Linked DNA regions of Zea mays: regions 1 and 3 are each linked to region 2. Evidence: chromatin contacts called from public Hi-C data. All regions are on one chromosome and are shown on one strand. The core of a region is the stretch at or near the end of the contact, and the rest is flanking DNA. Distances in the headings are between cores, read along the strand shown. Region 1 holds the start of LOC100193377. Region 2 holds the start of LOC100275651. Region 3 holds the start of LOC100194336.

The links. A called contact is a pair of places that touch in the nucleus more often than the background predicts.
Region 1: a contact with region 2 is called in a Hi-C map of leaf, with 4 times the contacts expected there. The contact joins the promoter of LOC100193377 here to the promoter of LOC100275651 in region 2. A contact is called at or near these places in 4 of 25 Hi-C or Micro-C datasets (bundle sheath, ear, leaf and 1 more).
Region 3: a Hi-C map of leaf shows a contact between it and region 2, with 6 times the contacts expected there. The contact joins the promoter of LOC100194336 here to the promoter of LOC100275651 in region 2. A contact is called at or near these places in 3 of 25 Hi-C or Micro-C datasets (bundle sheath, leaf and seedling).

Annotation. Positions count from the first base shown.
Region 1 is chr2:192,849,350-192,852,049 of Zm-B73-REFERENCE-NAM-5.0, reverse strand. It overlaps LOC100193377, which reads left to right and starts at 1,427. Exons shown (of 2, transcript NM_001416200.1): 1 at 1,427-2,203. The coding sequence starts at 1,460.
Region 2 is chr2:193,039,131-193,041,830 of Zm-B73-REFERENCE-NAM-5.0, reverse strand. It overlaps LOC100275651, which reads left to right and starts at 1,288. Exons shown (of 1, transcript NM_001367826.1): 1 at 1,288-2,068. The coding sequence starts at 1,357. The coding sequence ends at 1,797.
Region 3 is chr2:193,260,072-193,262,771 of Zm-B73-REFERENCE-NAM-5.0, reverse strand. LOC100194336 reads right to left here and starts at 1,412. Exons shown (of 3, transcript NM_001139372.2): 1 at 753-1,412; 2 at 260-618; 3 at 1-120. The coding sequence starts at 810.

The sequences.
Region 1 (2,700 bases), core at 178-2,677, 190 kb after region 2:
AACCAAGCAGACACAAACTGAAGATTTAGATCATTTGCTGCCACCAAGGACTTATTATCTCACCGTTTCAATGAGTTTGGTGTAGTGCTGAAGGTACTCATTGTTAATAATGCCGCAACGGACCAGCCAACAGGGTCATTTTAATTTTAAAATTTTAGTGCTTATTATAGCTGAGCCAAGATTTGTATCATGCTATTCATTTTACCCCTTTTTGGAATATAACTTGTTTATTGAGACATTCATAAGACTTCAATGACACATATGTATATCTGCAGGTTATAGGTGCTTAACATTAGATAATTGCTCAATGGCTAAAAATGTGAATACAATAATTCAGGGCATTTTATACCATTCTACACTAAGCTTGTGAGTGTTTCGAATTTTCAATGAACATTATATTTATAATAATTGGTCATATTACATAAGCCCCTCCATCTGGTTGCTCTTTGCTGATGTAATCTGTGCATGGTAAGTTTGAATTCTTGAATTGATGTTTTTAGTTGAATTATGGTCGAATGTCACTGCACTTGATGCAGCAAAAACATAGGGTCATGTGTACATGTTTTATATGTACATATGGGTTTTGGAGAAGTTCCGTCTCGCTGTCATTACCCTCCCAAAAAAAACTAAACTGTCGAGCTAGGTGCTGCAAAACACGTATGTTTATCCTGATATGTTCGTACCCTCACCTGAAATAAATTCTTACTGTTCTCAGTCTTGTATGCTATTTGTTTGGAGCCTAACATCTCTATCTCCATGACCACAGATGGGAGACGGAGTAGTTGCTGGGCTGTTGATTGGGGACTGCAGTGACCGGCTGACCGCCTCCGTGTCCATGCCTCTAGAATATGGGACTACTATGATCTTAAAGATGAGACAAGGCTGCTGCATAGTGACCTGGTGTTGCTTGAAGAGTACGTTGTGTAGCGTTTTTACTCATAATACAGTGATCAAGTAATTACATAGAGCACAATGTTTACACCCTCTGTAGAATATAATGCAAAGGTTGCAACAGCTATGAATATAGTTAGACGGACTGCAGCTATTACATAAATAGGACTAGCAAATCCCAGATAAGTTGTTTCGAAACATTATTTTCCATAGGGCGCCGTCTGTTCTAGTATACTAATTTATTATCATCTTATTTCTTACAAGTTAATAATCAGTACTAATATTCTAATATATAATAGAATATAATTGTTTCTTATAACTTGGTCTGACTTGTGATGCTCGAAGAGGAGACTTATCCATATATCTAGCACCTGCGCGCAGTGAGTACACGTCTCTCCAGACGATCCTGGGGCCCGGCGTCACTATTGCATTCAAAGTGTAGTGGTGTAGACTGGTAGCTCCATGTACCTACTACGACCACGACCAGGAGGCACGCCAACTACATACTACTAGCATCTTGTGAACAGACAGAGGTAGGAGTAGGAACCGGCGCAGCGAGACTATAGGCATGGACGTGGAAGCGAGCCATGAGTCTCCGCCCTTGCGCAGCAAGACGATGCGCCGCCTCCTGGTGGCGACCAACTGCGTGATGCTCGCGCTTGGCGTCACCGGCGGGCAGCTCCTCAGCCGCCTCTACTTCAGCAAGGGCGGCCACCGGCAGTGGCTCTCCGGATGGCTGCAGACCGGTGGGTGGCCGCTGCTGCTCCCGCCAGTGGCGGCTTCCTACGTCCGCCGCCGAGCGCGCTACCGGAGCGCCCCGGCGCTGCTCACCCAGACCCAGCCGCGCATACTGCTGGCCGCCGCGGGGCTCGGGCTCATCGCGGGCGTGGACAACTTGCTCTACGCCTGGGGCCTCGAGTTCCTGCCCGTCTCCACCTCCGCGATCCTCATCTCCACGCAGCTGGCCTTCACGGTGCTGTTCGCGTTCCTGATCGTGCGGCAGCGGCTGACGATGGCGACGGTGAACGCCGTGGCGCTGCTGACGGTGGGCGCCGTCGTGCTGGGCCTGCACGTCTCCTCCGACCGCCCCGCGGGCGTCACCAGGAGCCAGTACTGGCTGGGCTTCACGCTCACCCTGGGCGCCGCGGTGCTGTACGGGCTGTTCCTGCCGCTGGTCGAGCTCACCTACAAGTGCGCCGCGGGGGGCGGACGCGCCGTGACGTACGCGCTGGTGGTGGAGTTGCAGCTGGTGATGGGGTTCGTCGCCACCGCGTTCTGCACCGTCGGCATGATCGTCAACAAGGACTTCCAGGTGCGTGATGCCCCACATATACGTGTCGCTTATATACGTACGTTCCACTTCAATTCTCCACTAGCTGGCCTTCAGCCTCTTGCCATATACGCCGAGCGCTAAGAAATGTTTGCTTGAAGGTGCCATCTCAGTTTAAGATGAGGTGATGCATGATAACTTCATTTATCAAATTTAGGGTTTAAAGGTTGTTCAGTTTTTAGGGACCAAATTTAACTCACTCTATTTTATTCTATTCTTAGTTCCTAAATAGGCAAATACAGAGGTAAGTTTTAGTTTCCGTATTTAGCAATTTAGGATAAATAAATAAAATAGATGAAAACTAAAATATAGTTTTAATTTTTATATTTACCAATTTAGGGATAAAAATAAAATAAATGGACTAAAATTAGTTTAAAAACAAACACGTACTCCCTTAGGGCTTGTTCGGTTATTTTCGATTCATATGGATTGGAGGTGATTGATATGGATTGAGAGAGATTTTGACTTGCTAGGGATTG
Region 2 (2,700 bases), core at 39-2,538:
TCTATTTGAGTAGGTTAGATTTTACTGGATTTACCCTGTGGATCAAGTTCAGCGTCACCAAGCAGTGAAACTCAAACTCTGGTTTTTGGAAGGGTTTGGTTAGATCATTAGGTGGGAGGTCACTAGAGTTCTCTTGCATCGATCAAGTTGACCATCGTGCACGTAGGATTATATATAGCTTTTATTGGAAGAATCTGGTTACATAGGCTGGAAATCGCTGGATTTATCATATGGATCAAAGTCACAAGAATACACAACTGCTAATAGGCCGTCGTATGTAAACGCGTTTTTCATAACAACTTAAGGCTATCTCTAGCAGATCCTCTGTCTCATCCTCTATTTTAAATTTTACTCTCTAAACAGTGTGAATAGTGTCATGTACAGTTTTGTGTCTCCTATTCTACTCTATTTACCGGAAACAGTCTAACAGTAACAGTATCAATAAGGAACCGTGGACTTGTAAGCCAAATATAGCCGGTCAATCTCTGTAAGAGAGAGGTGATAGAGAGGCAGAGATGTATTTAATATGATGTTGTGATTTATGCCTCATTTTTATCCCTAGGTGTAGGTTGCCACCGTTTCGGAGGTGGTTCAGCAGTATTGTGAGCCGTTTAGAGATGGCCCGAATATAAAAAATCTGAGCGCGGAACATGGGGGCCTCATTGATTAGTTTCAACAAGCTAATCATCCCGTTTCAAAGGCACTATTCTGGGCAACGAACCTTAGCTGGAGATGAGATGTACAAGTGGCCGCGCCAACGACATTATCAACGGCTACTCAAGCCGCATTGAAGTTTTATTTCCCCCCTTCAAATTCATAAAAAAATAGCGGCACAATTTCCTTATTCTGAATGGCAGTATTGTATAGACAGAAACAATATATGTGGGTGCCAAATGAGACCGTATATGGAGCTGATAATATTTGATGGGGCCTATTTTTTTAAAAGAGAGAGAGAGAGAACATTATAAATGGGTGGACCGTTGCCGCATTTCCCAAAATCCAAAAATACGTACGCACGACAAGACATACAGTGAGCGCCAGCTCACAACCGACCATGTCCATTGGGCGAAAATGGAGATGTAGCCAAACCCCATCTTCAGATTTTTTTATCATACTCGAAACAGGCTCTGGGCAAAATGTGACATCGCCGTCACGGACCGATCCAACGGCGGCTGATCTTCGAGGAAAGTAGCAGCTAAACCCCTGGCAGGACTAGTAATTACGCGTCGTAACCTCGGCTTCGACCTCTTTATAAGACGCGGCCCTCTACTGTCCCGGCACCGGGCACACACCATCACAGTACACACACACACACGCACACGCTCATCAAGCTTCTCTCTCGCCTACTCGGCTGCAATGGCGCGCTTCCAGCTCGCGGCCCTGGCCATGGCAATGCTCTTCGCCGCCGCGGCGGCGCAGGCCCCGGCCGCCACCCCGACGCCGGCTCCCAAGGCGTCTCCTCCCCCGCCGGCGACGCCGCCTCCGACGCCCGCGACCCCGCCGCCCGCCCCGGCGCCGGTGTCGCCGCCCGCCCAGCCTCCGGCCACGCCTCCCCCGGCCCCGGCGCCCGCTCCCAAGGCCCCCGCCCCCGCGCCCGAGGCCCTTGCCCCGGCGCCCAAGGCCGAGGCCCCGACCCCCGAGATGAGCTCCCCGCCGATGCCCACGGAGGGCCCCGCCCCGACGCCCTCCGCCGAGGTGCCCCCTGCCCCCAGCGCCGCCGCCGCCGTCTCCCCCGCCGCCGCCAAGTGGTTCGCCGCCGCTGCCGCCGTGGCCGCCGCCGCCGCCGCCTTCTACTGAGAGAAGGGAGATCTGCACTGCCCCGTGCTGTAATTTATTTGTTATCCGTGTTGAGCCGTTGATTCCTTCTTTTTTTTTCTTTTCACCATTTTTTTTCTTCCATCCGAATATCCATATTCCATTCGGCATTCGATTCAGTAGGACTGGCGGCATCTGTTCGTTCGTGTTGCTACAGTGTAGGACCGTGGCTCGGACAGATTGGTTGGGCTGGCTCGGTGGTGTTGTGCTCCGTTCATCCATTTGTATAATACCCTGTTGATTCTCTTTCGCAGCTACTGCTTACTACATTTTAGCTCGGTGATCGTATCAGATCGGATCAGATCTTGGAGAGTGCTCGTACTACTGAGTAGTAGACTGAGAGTAGTGCAGTGTTACTGTGGTGTAGAGCTCACCGTTGTTGCGCGATCTTGAGCTTGGGCTGCACACATACACACACACGAACGAACGTCGATGCAGAGAGACCAGGCCAGGCCAGGATCCATGGGCATGATGAGCTCGTGCTTGTAGATCGAGCTAGGGGTATGTGGCTTGTTCGCTGCGGCTTTAATCCAACTGCGGCTGCGGCTTCTACAGTATTTTGTCTCTAGGGATTGCAGCCGCAACAGTATTTTGCAGCTGCAACAGTGCTCTCTCTGTGGCAGCCGAACAAGCTGATGGATCTGGGCCACAGACGCAACAGCTGTCTGTGCGCCCTGGATCTGGTCGCGTCCCGCAAGCTGCCAGAGCCCATTATTATTATACGCACACCTCCCGCCCTCCCTATCCGGCGCGGTAGAGTAGAGTAAGAGTAGAGTAGGGCTGGACCAGCTGGCGGCAAATAGAAAACGGGGGTGGGCTCCGGCTGGGGCGGTGGGGGAACGGTGGCCGCTGATGCCGATGGTGAGGTGTCGAGGGCGCAGTGGG
Region 3 (2,700 bases), core at 163-2,662, 220 kb before region 2:
CTCGGACGACCCCACCCCCGCGGGGGCCGGCCCGTCCGAGGCCGCCGGCTCCGCCTTGACCGACGTGAAGCTCGCCGCTGCGTCCTCGTCGTCCCCCAGCTTCGCCTTGAGCTCCCTGATCTGCGACGATTCACACAGCCAACGGAACTAGGATCAGCCGTTGCGCACGCGAAGAAACGATAGAACGCCTTAACCGTACTCGCCCAGCAGCCTATACGATACGACGGCATATATAGTATGGAGTTATCGACAATACTACCTCGGCGAGGAGGGCGTCCTTGTCGCGGCGGAGCGCGTCGTGGTCGAGCCGAAGCGCGTCGTAGGAGCGGCGCAGCGCGGCGTAGTCGCGCTCCAGCTGCTTGGTCTTCCAGCGGGCGCGGCGGTTCTGGAACCAGACGGCGACCTGGCGGGGCTGCAGGCCGAGGTCGCGCGCCAGCCGCGCCTTGCGCTCCGGCTCCAGCTTGTTCTCCACCTCGAAGCTCCGCTCCAGCGCGCGCACCTGCTCGGCGCTCAGGCGCCGCTTCTTCTCCCCGCCGCCGCCGCCGCCGAACGCCATCATCTCCTCGTCCACGTCCACGTCCACGTCCGCCTCCATCCCGAGCACGCCGTAGCCGTCATCTGGGAACACGCACGCACAAGGACTCAGATCTTCATTCCGCACGCATTCCCGCCACGACATCACCCACCCCCAGAGAAGGCCAGAACAATGGATTCCTGCAAAGGGGAATAAAACAGATGAGGCTGGAAGTTACCTTCCTGATGATTGGGCATCGCAGACAGGGAGGGAGTAGCGCCGCGTGGCCGCTTCATGTCGAGAGTTGGATCAAGTGGAATTCGGAGGGCACCGCGGGACTATCTTTACAGCGAGAGCAGGGTCAATGAGCGCCTCCATTGCTGCCTCCCTGCTGCTCGTCTCTGTTCCCTGCCGTGGCGCATGGCCAAGGCCAACACACCGTGCAACCACTTCGGCCGATACAGTTCTCTGCAACTGCAAACTCCCCGAGTGGTTTCCTCGCGATCCAAGAAAGCGCTGGGACTGGAAGACGACTGAGAGTGTGGAGGAGTGAGGCCTCTGTCTCCGACCGTCTCCCACTCTCCCCTCTCTCTGTTTTCTTTTTTTCCTTTTTCCTTTCTGGGTTTGCTCTCAGCATGCAGTTCCCACAATACTGTGTGCTGTCCTCTGTGCCTTAATAAAGGGCGTGCGTGGGCGAGGGAGACAGGGGGGCGAAAGGGAGGGAGCTCGGGTTAGGTTAGGTCACGCCACGCCGGTAGTGCGGTCAAGAGGCAACCATGGTTAACCATCCATACAGCCACTATGTATGTTGATCGCATGAGAGAATAATACTACTAATAGTTACCACTGTTGCCTGAAAATGCTCGCTGCAGCTTTCCTTTTTGTCACCGTGTGCTGGAGATACGTGCGTGCTACGGTGCTAGCCGAGCAACGGACACCAGCTAGTAAACCCTACCGCGGAAACGAGGCGGTGGTTAAGCTCAGGTCACGCGCCCATGAAGCCAGGTTGAACAGATGGACGAACCAGAGCCGGATGAAGCAGGTAGGCTCCTGCGTAGGCAGACAGGCAAGGGCCGGGGCTGGCGTCACCGTCACCGAACCGAACACATGTTCCTCACATATGCCTACCATCCATCCTCAGTTCCTCATGCTCGCCGGCCGGCGCAGGAGCTCTGCATGCACTCCTGCTCCTGTTCTATGGCCAAGAGGAGCTATAGCAGCATCCTTCGAGGTCGTCGAGGGGTAAAAATATCGTCGAGCCCAGCACATGTTTTTTTTCCAGCAACCACACGATATCCTGCGCCCCCATTTCCGCAGAACAGCGACCCGAGTCGTTCTCATCTCAACCCGGCGCCGGTGCGAGAAAGGCGACCGCGGCTTTCGGTGCCCTTTGTTTTTTGTTCAGTACTAGCAAGCACCCGGCCGCATATTCTAACCTCCCCCCAAATCCCCAGCGAATCCTCTGGACGCAGAATATGCCCAGGTTTTCAAATCCCGAAATCCGTCCCCCTACGGCCTAACGAAAACGACGCGCCGCGAAAGCTGGGACTCCTACAGTAGCTTGGACGCTCCATTGGCCTGGCCTCGTGTAGTCGTGTCGTTGCGAATTCTTGCCCCCCCCCCCCCCCCCCCCCCCCCCGGTTTTTGCGTTGGTCATGTTTTGTTCCCTTATCTTAGATTCTTAGTACTAGTTGTTAAAAAGAAAAGCGCGTGATCACGAACCACCCGGAAGAAGAAACAGACGATGATGACGAGGAAAAAAACGTAGTGATGCTAGAAGCGTGTCCTCCCGTTCAGTGCCTTTTTTTTTTTGTTTTGTTTTTTGGATTGCTCGAGCGTGTGATCGGTGACGAGGTTTTTTCGGTCATGGCGCACTGGACGCACTTCACTTGTTTCGATTTCGAGGGTTTGTGTCTCCTCTGCGTTTACTCTATTCTGGTAAACCTTCCTGTTTTCGAGCGCTTCAAGAGTCAAGACTGGGACGGAAAACTGGGAAGACGCGAGCCGTGCAAGGTGCAGCGAAAGGTGCACCATCTATTTATTACCTGCAGATAAAGCCCGTCCTTGTGTGTGGTCGCCTGGTCGGCAGTCGGCAGGGGCTACCGTGCTTTTGCCGTGCCTGGATGGTGAGCGACGCCACGCCCAACGGAGGCTGCCAAAGGCCATCCTCGGAGTCGGAGGAGACG